3 separate regions of the Mus musculus genome follow, and regions 1 and 2 are each linked to region 3. A link is a contact called in public promoter capture Hi-C data. All regions are on one chromosome and are shown on one strand. Each heading gives the region's core, a stretch centred on a gene start, on an enhancer-like site or on the middle of the called end of the contact. The rest is flanking DNA. Distances are from core to core; before and after follow the strand shown.

Evidence for each region. Promoter capture Hi-C pulls out the DNA fragments that hold promoters and counts their contacts. Capture Hi-C pulls out chosen DNA fragments and counts their contacts.
Region 1: a contact with region 3 is called in a promoter capture Hi-C map of liver. The contact joins the promoter of Nop58 here to the promoter of Sgo2a in region 3. A contact is called at or near these places in 1 of 39 promoter capture datasets (pre-B cells) and 1 of 9 other capture datasets (liver).
Region 2: a promoter capture Hi-C map of pre-B cells shows a contact between it and region 3. The contact joins the promoter of Als2 here to the promoter of Sgo2a in region 3. A contact is called at or near these places in 2 of 39 promoter capture datasets (neutrophils and pre-B cells), 1 of 484 Hi-C or Micro-C datasets (CD4 T cells) and 1 of 9 other capture datasets (liver).

The regions. Positions count from the first base shown.
Region 1 is chr1:59,683,427-59,686,499 of GRCm38.p6, reverse strand. Nop58 (NOP58 ribonucleoprotein) reads right to left here and starts at 1,494. Exons shown (of 15, transcript NM_018868.2): 1 at 1,274-1,494. The coding sequence starts at 1,318.
Region 2 is chr1:59,235,668-59,238,593 of GRCm38.p6, reverse strand. It overlaps Als2 (alsin Rho guanine nucleotide exchange factor), which reads left to right and starts at 1,363. Exons shown (of 34, transcript NM_028717.6): 1 at 1,363-1,439. It overlaps Gm33667 (predicted gene, 33667), which reads right to left and starts at 1,239. Exons shown (of 2, transcript NR_168353.1): 1 at 841-1,239.
Region 3 is chr1:57,994,547-57,997,376 of GRCm38.p6, reverse strand. It overlaps Sgo2a (shugoshin 2A), which reads right to left and starts at 1,403. Exons shown (of 9, transcript NM_199007.2): 1 at 1,065-1,403.

The DNA.
Region 1 (3,073 bases), core at 245-2,744, 1.7 Mb before region 3:
TACCAGGGGAAGAATACAGCCAGAGGCATCTAGAAGTGTCCTGAAAGCAGGGACATGAAAGAAGAGAGCAACAGAAAACAGAAGACCAAGAGAAAGCTGTATAGCTGGCTTGGTTATACAGGAATCAATGAAGCTGGGGAAAGGGTTCCAGCTCAGTTTCTGGGCTGAAGAATGTACAGCCCAGTCAGCCTTGCCATGATAATAAGCACCTCAGCATTTGTCCTGAGACCTAACAACATTCATGTTGTCTACATTAAAGCACAGTATACCTTCCTCCTCCTCCTGTTATCATCACATAGTAAAATAATCTTTAAAGAAAACAAACTATAGCTGGGCGGTGGTGGCCCACGCCTTTAATCCCAGCACTTGGGAGGCTGAGGCAGGCGGATTTCTGGGTTCGAGGCCAGCCTGGTCTAAAGAGTGAGTTCCAGGACAGCCAGAACTACACAGAGAACAACTGTCTTGGAAAAACAAAGCCACTCACTACTCAAAACCTTCCAATCATGCCTGGAAGGACCCTGATCTTGGACCCCAGCTTTAATCTAGTTAAATATAAATGAAATGTTAGGGGCCAGCCAAGCCTACATAGGGAAAGCCTGCCTCAAAAGTAAATAGAGTCTGGCGGTGATGATGCACACCTTTAATCCCAGTACTCAGGACGCAGAGGTAGGTGGATCTCTGAGTTCAAGGCTAGCCAGGTCTACAGAGGGAATTCCTGGAAAGCCTGAGCAGCACAGTGAAACCCTATCTGGAAAAGCCCAAAATAAATATCTGAGGCTGGAGCGATAACTCGGCGGTTAAGAGCACTGACTGCTCCTCCAGAAGTCCTAGTTCAAATCCCAGCAACCACATGGTGGCTCACAACCATCTGTAATGGGATCTGTAGCCCTCTTCTGGTGTGTCTGTTGACAGCTATAGGGTACTCATATACATAAATTAGATAAACATTAAACCGATCTTGGATTGGAGGTGTAACTAGGTGACAGGGCGCTGATCTAACATGTACAAAGCCTCAGGTGATTAAATGAACGCTTTATTGTCACTTGTAAAAAAGGGTCCTGCCCATTTTTTAAACTGAGTAAAGCAGAGGTCGCCCTAAATTCGGAGAAGCCACGTGTTCACCTGAACCAGCGGGCTCTTGATTTTTCACATCTTTTCGGAGCCCGGGGACTTGAAGACACTAAAATGTGTTCCGTTGTTCGTCTCTCCTTAAATCTTACCCAGCTCTCTGTCCCACATAAGCCTCTTAGCTCAACAACTCCATCTCACCTACCTTAAAGATGGCGTAGCCAACGGACGTTTCAAACAGGACCAACATGATGAGACCAGGTCAGGGCGGCGCTACGCGGCTAGCCGCGAGCCCTTACGCCACTGCAAATGACTACCTTTCAGTCGCTGAAGACCCGCTAGGCCTTGGACGCGGGGGAGCGCAAACGCCGTCGCCTCCCCGCGGACGAACAGACCACGTTGCTCAGCCGCTCCACACCTCTCCTCGTGGAGCAGCAAATATGCGAGTCTCCTTCTCTAAGAATTCTGGGAAGTAACGTCACTTCTGGTCGCTCAATGCCGCAGAGCGTGAGATCATTTCCGGGTTTTTCCCGCCCACAGTAGAATCCGGAAAGAGACGGCCTTAAAATATCGCGAGACTTTTTTTTTTTTTTTTTTTTTAAGTTTTGGACTGTGGCTGGAAGCTGTCAGTTTATTAGGTCATGTAAAGAAGAAAAAGTTCTGTGTACATTATATTTTGTATTATATATAATATATAAATTACATGTGTATAATTTACAGCACACAAAACGATTTACAACACATTATGCTATGCCCCGCCCCGCCATGTAAAGGACATTTTATTTTAAAACAACACAGAACACTTTTTCTTGATGAGGACGTGCACTCGGGTCCCATCAGTGAGTTCCACGGGATCTGACCTGGAACCGGAGTTGTAGGCAATTGTAAGCCGTCACGTTGGTGCTGGGAACCCAACCAGGTCCTCTGCAAGGGAAGCAAACTTTTATAACCAGCAACATTTCCTGGTGGTTCTTCTCTGGTCAAACAGGTTTTTAGCAAAGATTTCTTTTATAGCTATAAATATAGATATTTTCGGAGGCGGGAAGGGTTGTGTTTAAAATGATTCCAAGGTATGAATTTATGTATGTCTCAATGTAATTTCTTTTATGGAAACTTTCAGCCTCAGTGGCTGGATTTACTTTAAAACAAAGTCTTATGTATCTTAGACTAGCCTCAAACTCAGTAGGAAGTAGAGAATGACCTTGCTCAAAAACAATTTGTTTGTTTGAGACAAGGTCTCCATGTAGCCTTGTAACTATCTCTTGTAACTAGGTAGACCAGAGAAGTTTGAGTCATAGAGGTCCTCCCACCCCCACCTCCACAGTAGTGAGGTTACAGGCATATGCCACCACACCAACTTTATTGGTGCTGGGGATGGAACCAAAGGTTGGGTTCCATACATGGTAGGCAAGCACTCTACTAACTGAGCCATATCCCTAGCCTTGCTTTGGCTTTTTGAAAAAGGACCTCAGTATCTAGACCAGGTTGGCCTTGAATCATTGTCCTCCTGCCTCAGCCTTCAGAGTGCTAAGATTAGATATATCTGTGTGGCTATGTACTTTCAATGACAAGATTTAAATACCCCAGTTCTTCACAAATCTAGCTTCCAATAGCTGTAGAACGTTCCTAGTTGCCTAGTTCTAAACATTAATTTTGGATCTACAGAAAACTGTGGAAGATTAACCAACTTGACGTTCTGTAACACTTTTACAGTATGAATGAAGAGGAAAGAGTATCCTTGTTTGGACAGCAGAAAAGATGGACATATGGGGAATACAAGGGGATTCCTAGGGCTGCAGGCAAGAGCAGAATTGATTATAGCTACAGTTACATTTACCATATTTAGGGAGACAAGAGAAAGCAATAGAAGAAGAGAACAACAGTACAATGGGGCAGAGATAGCACCATAATAGCTTGATTTGGGAAAAGAACATAGAGCCAGATGGATGAGCCAGAAGCACATGTCTCTTCATATATTTAACTCCAACTATTTAATGTCTTGTGT
Region 2 (2,926 bases), core at 114-2,613, 1.2 Mb before region 3:
CTGTGTGACCATCCTGAGAGGAGTGAAGATATTCTGAGGAGAGACACGTGTGCCCCTCCTTTTGACTAGTGGACTAACAGGATAATGGGCCCCAAAGAACTAGATTTCCTCAAGAGTCTCACTGGAGAAGGAAGAGATTGGGTTTCTGGGTGCAAACCATCAGGAGAGCTTGGTTCTTAGTTCTGACAACTTGTCAGTTTGCTTTGCAGGACCAACCAAGATGTGTTTACCATGGGCAAGATCACACCTTGAGCCTTCTACTTATGTCAAGGCTCCAAAGATAGACTTAGGGGGTTTACTGAACCAGCCCCTTAGTTCTTTTTCCTAGTGCAGTCTCATTGAATAAATTTCTTTCACTGTTGTCTTTTTTAGCTGTGTTATGGAGGACAGGTAGCTTGTTAGGGCGGCCAGAGTCCAGGCTTCATTAACTGCAGGACATCCCTGGTTTGTACCATTTGGTGGCGCCATTCTCAAGGCTGTACACTTTTCTGTTCTAGCACTGAAGTTGATAAGGCTCTGGTGAGAGACCCTGAGTTGGAGGAACCAGTTGGGAATTTGTACGCAGGGGCATTCGATTCGGGGAATATATCTATCTTTAATGAGTAAATAAATGTAACTCTGTAGGTTCCGCGATGCACACTCTGTAGCAGCAGATTTCTCTCTGGCTTGTGTTCTGAGAGCATCTGTTACACAAAACATTCAAGGGAGCACTTAGGGGTGCAGCGGGAGGATTGCGACCGTGACAAGTATGGATGGTAGTGAGACTAAGAAGCAAGCAAAAACAATTTTAACGCTGTATATTGAGGAGCCCTGAGGAAATAGTTTCTTCCTACTCTTTACCGTTTAAGGTGGACACGCGGCAAAGGCACACTCGGGAAGAGATGACGTCATGCAGCTTAAAGGTAGCTCGTATTTTCACTTTTGTTATTTCTCTTGAGACACGTTCTCAAGGCTGGCCTCGAATTCCTGATCCTGCTGCCTTCATCTCACAAATGTTGGGATTACAGACGTGTGCAGCCATGTTCTGATAGGTAAGATTTTCTCTTCATTTCTCGCAGTTTGAGGAGGTAACAAAACTTGCAGTAGTTTCCATCCTCAAGCGCGGCCTATCGTTACCATGGAAACGCTTATTGAGTTAGGTCCTTTCACTGAGTCTTCGGTTGCTTCTAAAGTGCGCCCGCCCTAGGACGATTGGTTCTGCCCTGACTGAATGGTTTGCCTGCAGTCACTGATGCGTTCGGAGCAATCTTGATCCCTGTCGGACGCCGTCACCGGCTCTTGCCTAGCTCCACCCATTCTGCGGGCCCGCCTCTCCAGCCCGCCGCCGGAGGCCCCGCCCCTACCTGGAGGCCCCGCCCCCATGAATCAGCTGATCTCGCGTACCCGCGGTGCAGTCGGGCTCGCGCCGGGAGAAGAGCGCGGAGCTGCGGGAGCGTCAGGTGAGCCCGCGCGGGTCCGGGCGGTCCTTGGGTTCGAAGGCGGGTCGGCGGAGGTGCGGGAGCGCGCTGGGCTGGCCTGCGGGGACGGCGCCTGCCTGTGAAGAGCTCCGGACGTGGTGGCTCGGCCCGGGTCCCACCCTCCGGGTCCCAGCGCCCCACTGCCGTGGTCGGAGCTGTGTGGCATTCCTTCGGGTCCCCTCTTCCCGCCTCCACCCACGCTGCTTACGCCCATCCGCTCAGAGGGTTTTTTGAATGCCCACAGTGGGCGCCCAGCTGGCTAGACAGTGAACCTTGCTGAGTGTCCTAGGTGGGTTTGCCCCAGGATGCATATCGTGGGGAAAAGTGAAGGGGGGCGGGGAGGGTCTGTGGTTTGAAACAGCGTTTGCTGAAAATGAAAAGGACTTTGGTATTAATCAGTGGTAGTTTGACCAAATCCCTAAATGTATCAAGTCATCAAAGGAATCATCGTGAAGACAGGAAAGAACACTGGAGCGATCTTGAGGAAATGGTCCTCACATTGATGTTGGTCCTCCAGGTAACAGGGCTATTTGCAGACAAGCAACTGTAGATTTGTAGAGGCAAGCTACTGTTTAGTACTTCTGTGGTTACCAAAGAGGGAAAACACACTGGTTGAATTGGGTGGTCAAGAGCAGCACTTTCTTATAGATTAACTGACTGCTGTACCCAAATTAAGGTTGTTACTCTGTTGTTCTTATATTTGTATCTGTTTTTTAAATGACTGTCAAGGATAAACTTGTGTGATGTAGGTTTATTTGGAGCAGGTACAAAAATGCAAAAAAACAGTAGGCCATACTTTTTTGTTTTTTATCATATACCTGTATGTATTAGTGTTCTCTAGAGTCACAAAACTTATGAAATGTATATATTAAGGGAATTTATCATAGTGATATACAGTTTACAGTCCAACTAGCCCAACAACGGGAATGGGAAGTCCAAGAATCTAATAGTTGCTCAGTCCCACGAGGGTAGTTATTTTAGCTGGTCTTCTGGATAAGCTGGAATCCTGAAGAAGTAGGTTCCAATAGATTCGATGGCAAAGGAGTGCAGGCAGGCAAAGGAGAGAGAGCCTTCCTTCTTCCAATGTCCTTATGTAGGCCTCTAGCAGAAGGTGTGACCCAGATTAAAGGTGTGTGCCATTACCCCTGGATTTGGAATTTGCTTTGTCCCAGGCTAGCCTTGAACTCGGAGATCTGCTTGCCTCATTCTCCTGGGATTAAAGGCGTGTTCTACTTTGCCTGGGCCTAAGCTTTTCATGACCACTATGCCTCAAGACTTGTGTTGTCCCATGTCAAGATGTGGGTCAAAAGCCTGTGTAGTCTAGCCTCAAGATCTGGATCACAGGTGAGCCATCCATTTCTGCATTGTAGTTTGTTCCAGATGTAGTCAAGTTGACAACCAGGAACAGCCATCACAATGTGTTAGGTAATGAAATCAGTGAAAGATTTCTTGTTTACTTTATATTTTTG
Region 3 (2,830 bases), core at 154-2,653:
CTCAGTGTTCCTTTTATGTCCATCACAAAAATCCCTAGATTCCACAAGATTCCTCATTATCTTTACCTTCCTCACCCTAACTGCCCTCCAACTCTTCCCAACCCGGAAGCGGTCCTATAGTAGGCTACAAAGTGACCTAGTCAGGTACCTGCAATTCTCAATCTATACATAGTCTGCAGATCTAGTATAAGGATCCAATGAAAAGATTCTTATTTATCTAGGCATCCCTAACGCCATCACAAACATCTTCACGGAGAAGAGCAGAGATTAGGGTAATGCTGACAGGCAGAAGTTTCTATTAAATGTGTTTTCTGCTGAACTCTTAGTGCCTGGCACATAGCAGCTCCTTGGATAAACATTTCTAATAGAAATATATATGAACACATGAAAGAACTTCTCAGTAGAAAAAAAATCTGCCCAATGTTGAAATGGTCATGTTTGAAAGCATTGAGCAGATGTGGAAAGCTGTTAAGCAAATGACCGAGAAGATGGTTGGGGGCGGGGGGCGAATTTCTGCAACGGGGAGGAAGTTCACTAGGAACGTTTCAACAGTAAAGTTCAACTGTTCTAAAGTTTCGCCCCCCCCCCCCACCAAAAACAAACAAACAAACCATAAAACCGCAGGGAAGCTGGTAGGCTAATTGCAGGTTTTCACCTCACAATCTGAGCAGGGAAACAAGGAGGCTAGCTGCAGATCTTCAACTTTCCCTCCAGTCCAATCCCCCGTCTCATCCACAGCCCTGTGGCAGACCTTCTACTGTGACCTCTTCTCATTCTTTGATCCCACTTCTGAGGGGGGCGGGAATAAACAGATCCTGATGACACACCCTGCTTTCCTCCCTCCTGTGGACCCCCATGCCACGCCCTAGCATATAGCACATCTCCATTTCTAAGTGTCAGCTCCCAATACCCAGATCCCGGCCAAGCTATTAGTTCTCTGTTCGAAACAAGCCTGGCAGAAGCCCTACCCTGGAGATGCGTGTAGGTGCATCCTTACCTACACGAAAGCAGCCGTTTCAGACCTGGTCACAAGGACCTAGATCCCTTTCCCTCCAGGTACTGACCTGAAAACTAGTGGCGACCCCTCGCCCAGCTGGGAGCTCAAAGTCAGAACAGAGGTTACCGCCCCGATCCGAAGGCGGCTCCGCGTCCCGGCTCCGCGTCCCGGCCCTGCAAGCCGACGCGCGGCGGCGAGGACTGAGGCGCCAGGAGTGGCTACCGAGAAGGGTTCCGGCTTCGCAGGCCTTGCTGGCCGCGCTGGCCTCGTCCACGCCTACCAGCGACCCCTTCAGCTGTGGGTGCCCACACTTGCCAGGGAAGCGCGACAATCCGCGAAGACCAGGATTCAGGTTTAAACTGCGCGGCAGTTAGCGTTTATGCTCCAGCCAATCAGATTCCGAGAAGGCGGCGCAAAGATGCGCTGCCACCCGGAAGTGGAAGACGGAAGGGGCGGGACGTACTGGAGAGGGTCGAGTGGGCGTGGCTGGGTGAGCCGGGCGGGCTGCAGCGAGCGTGAAAAGGTTCTCCTTGCCTCTCTGAGCTTCTGGTAGCCATTTCCACCAGCCCTGACAGAGAGGGCCATTCACCACGGATAAAGGGACACTCTGAGGGTTGGCAGGCACCTCTAGTCCTTCGCAGGGCTTTGTGTTGTTCACTGTGTGATTATTTGTCTGCATCCAGTTTCTGCATTCTTGCCTTCCAATTGTGATCCTTGCTTCTTTACACTTCACTTAAAAGCCTTTCTCAATTTTGCACTTGGAAGTGCTGCAATGATACTCCATTTTAGCAGAGTACACAGAGTGGCATTTTAAACTATTTCAACTATATTTTAAAATGTGTTAGTCTTATTTTTCAAGTCAGTTTGGTTCTTTTTACAAAAGGTTAATAATAATATATATATGTAGAATTTCGAGAAACGATATTTTAAAAAACTGCTCTGTTCCATCATATTAAAAATACAAATAGAAGCCAGGCAGTGATGGTGCATACCTTTAATACCAGCACTTGGGAACCTTTAATACCAGCACTTGGGAGGCAGAGGCAGGCAAATTTCTGAGTTCGAGGCCAGTCTTGTCTACAGAGTGAGTTCCAGGACAGCCAGGGCTACACAGAGAAACCCTGTCTTGAAAAACCTAAATAAATAAATAAATACTACAAATATGGCATTTAGAGGTCATGAGCATTTGTTGCAAAGGACCCAGGTTTAGTTATCAGCACTCACATGGTGGCTCACAGCCATCTGTAACTCCAATTCTGGGGAATCTTATGTCCTCTTCTGGCCTCTGCAGGCACCAGATATGCATATGGTGTACATACATACATGCATGCGTACATTCGGGCAAAATATACATATAAAATAATAAATCTTTTAAAAAGAACCTTGTCATCCCTAGGTGGGGCAGTCTCTGGATGGCCTTTCCTTCATTCTCTGCTCCACACTTTGCCTCTGTATTTCCTCCTGTGAGTAGCCTGTTTCCCCTGCTAAGAAGCACTGGAGCACTTTGGTCTTCCTTCTTCTTGAGCTTCATGTGGTCTGTGAATTGTATCTTGGGTATTCTGAGCTTCTGGGCTAATATCTACTTGTCAGTGAGTGTGTACCATGTGTGATCTTTTGTGACTGGGTTACCTCACTCAGGTTTTCTAGTTCCATCCATTTGTCTAAGAATTTCATGAAGTCATTGTTTTTAAATAGCTGAGTAGTGCTCTGTTGTAGAAATGTACCACATTTTCTGTTCCTCGGTTGAAAGACATCTGGGTTCTTTCCAGCTTCTGGCTATTATTATATTATGATATACATTATAATATTACATATAATATATCATAATATTAT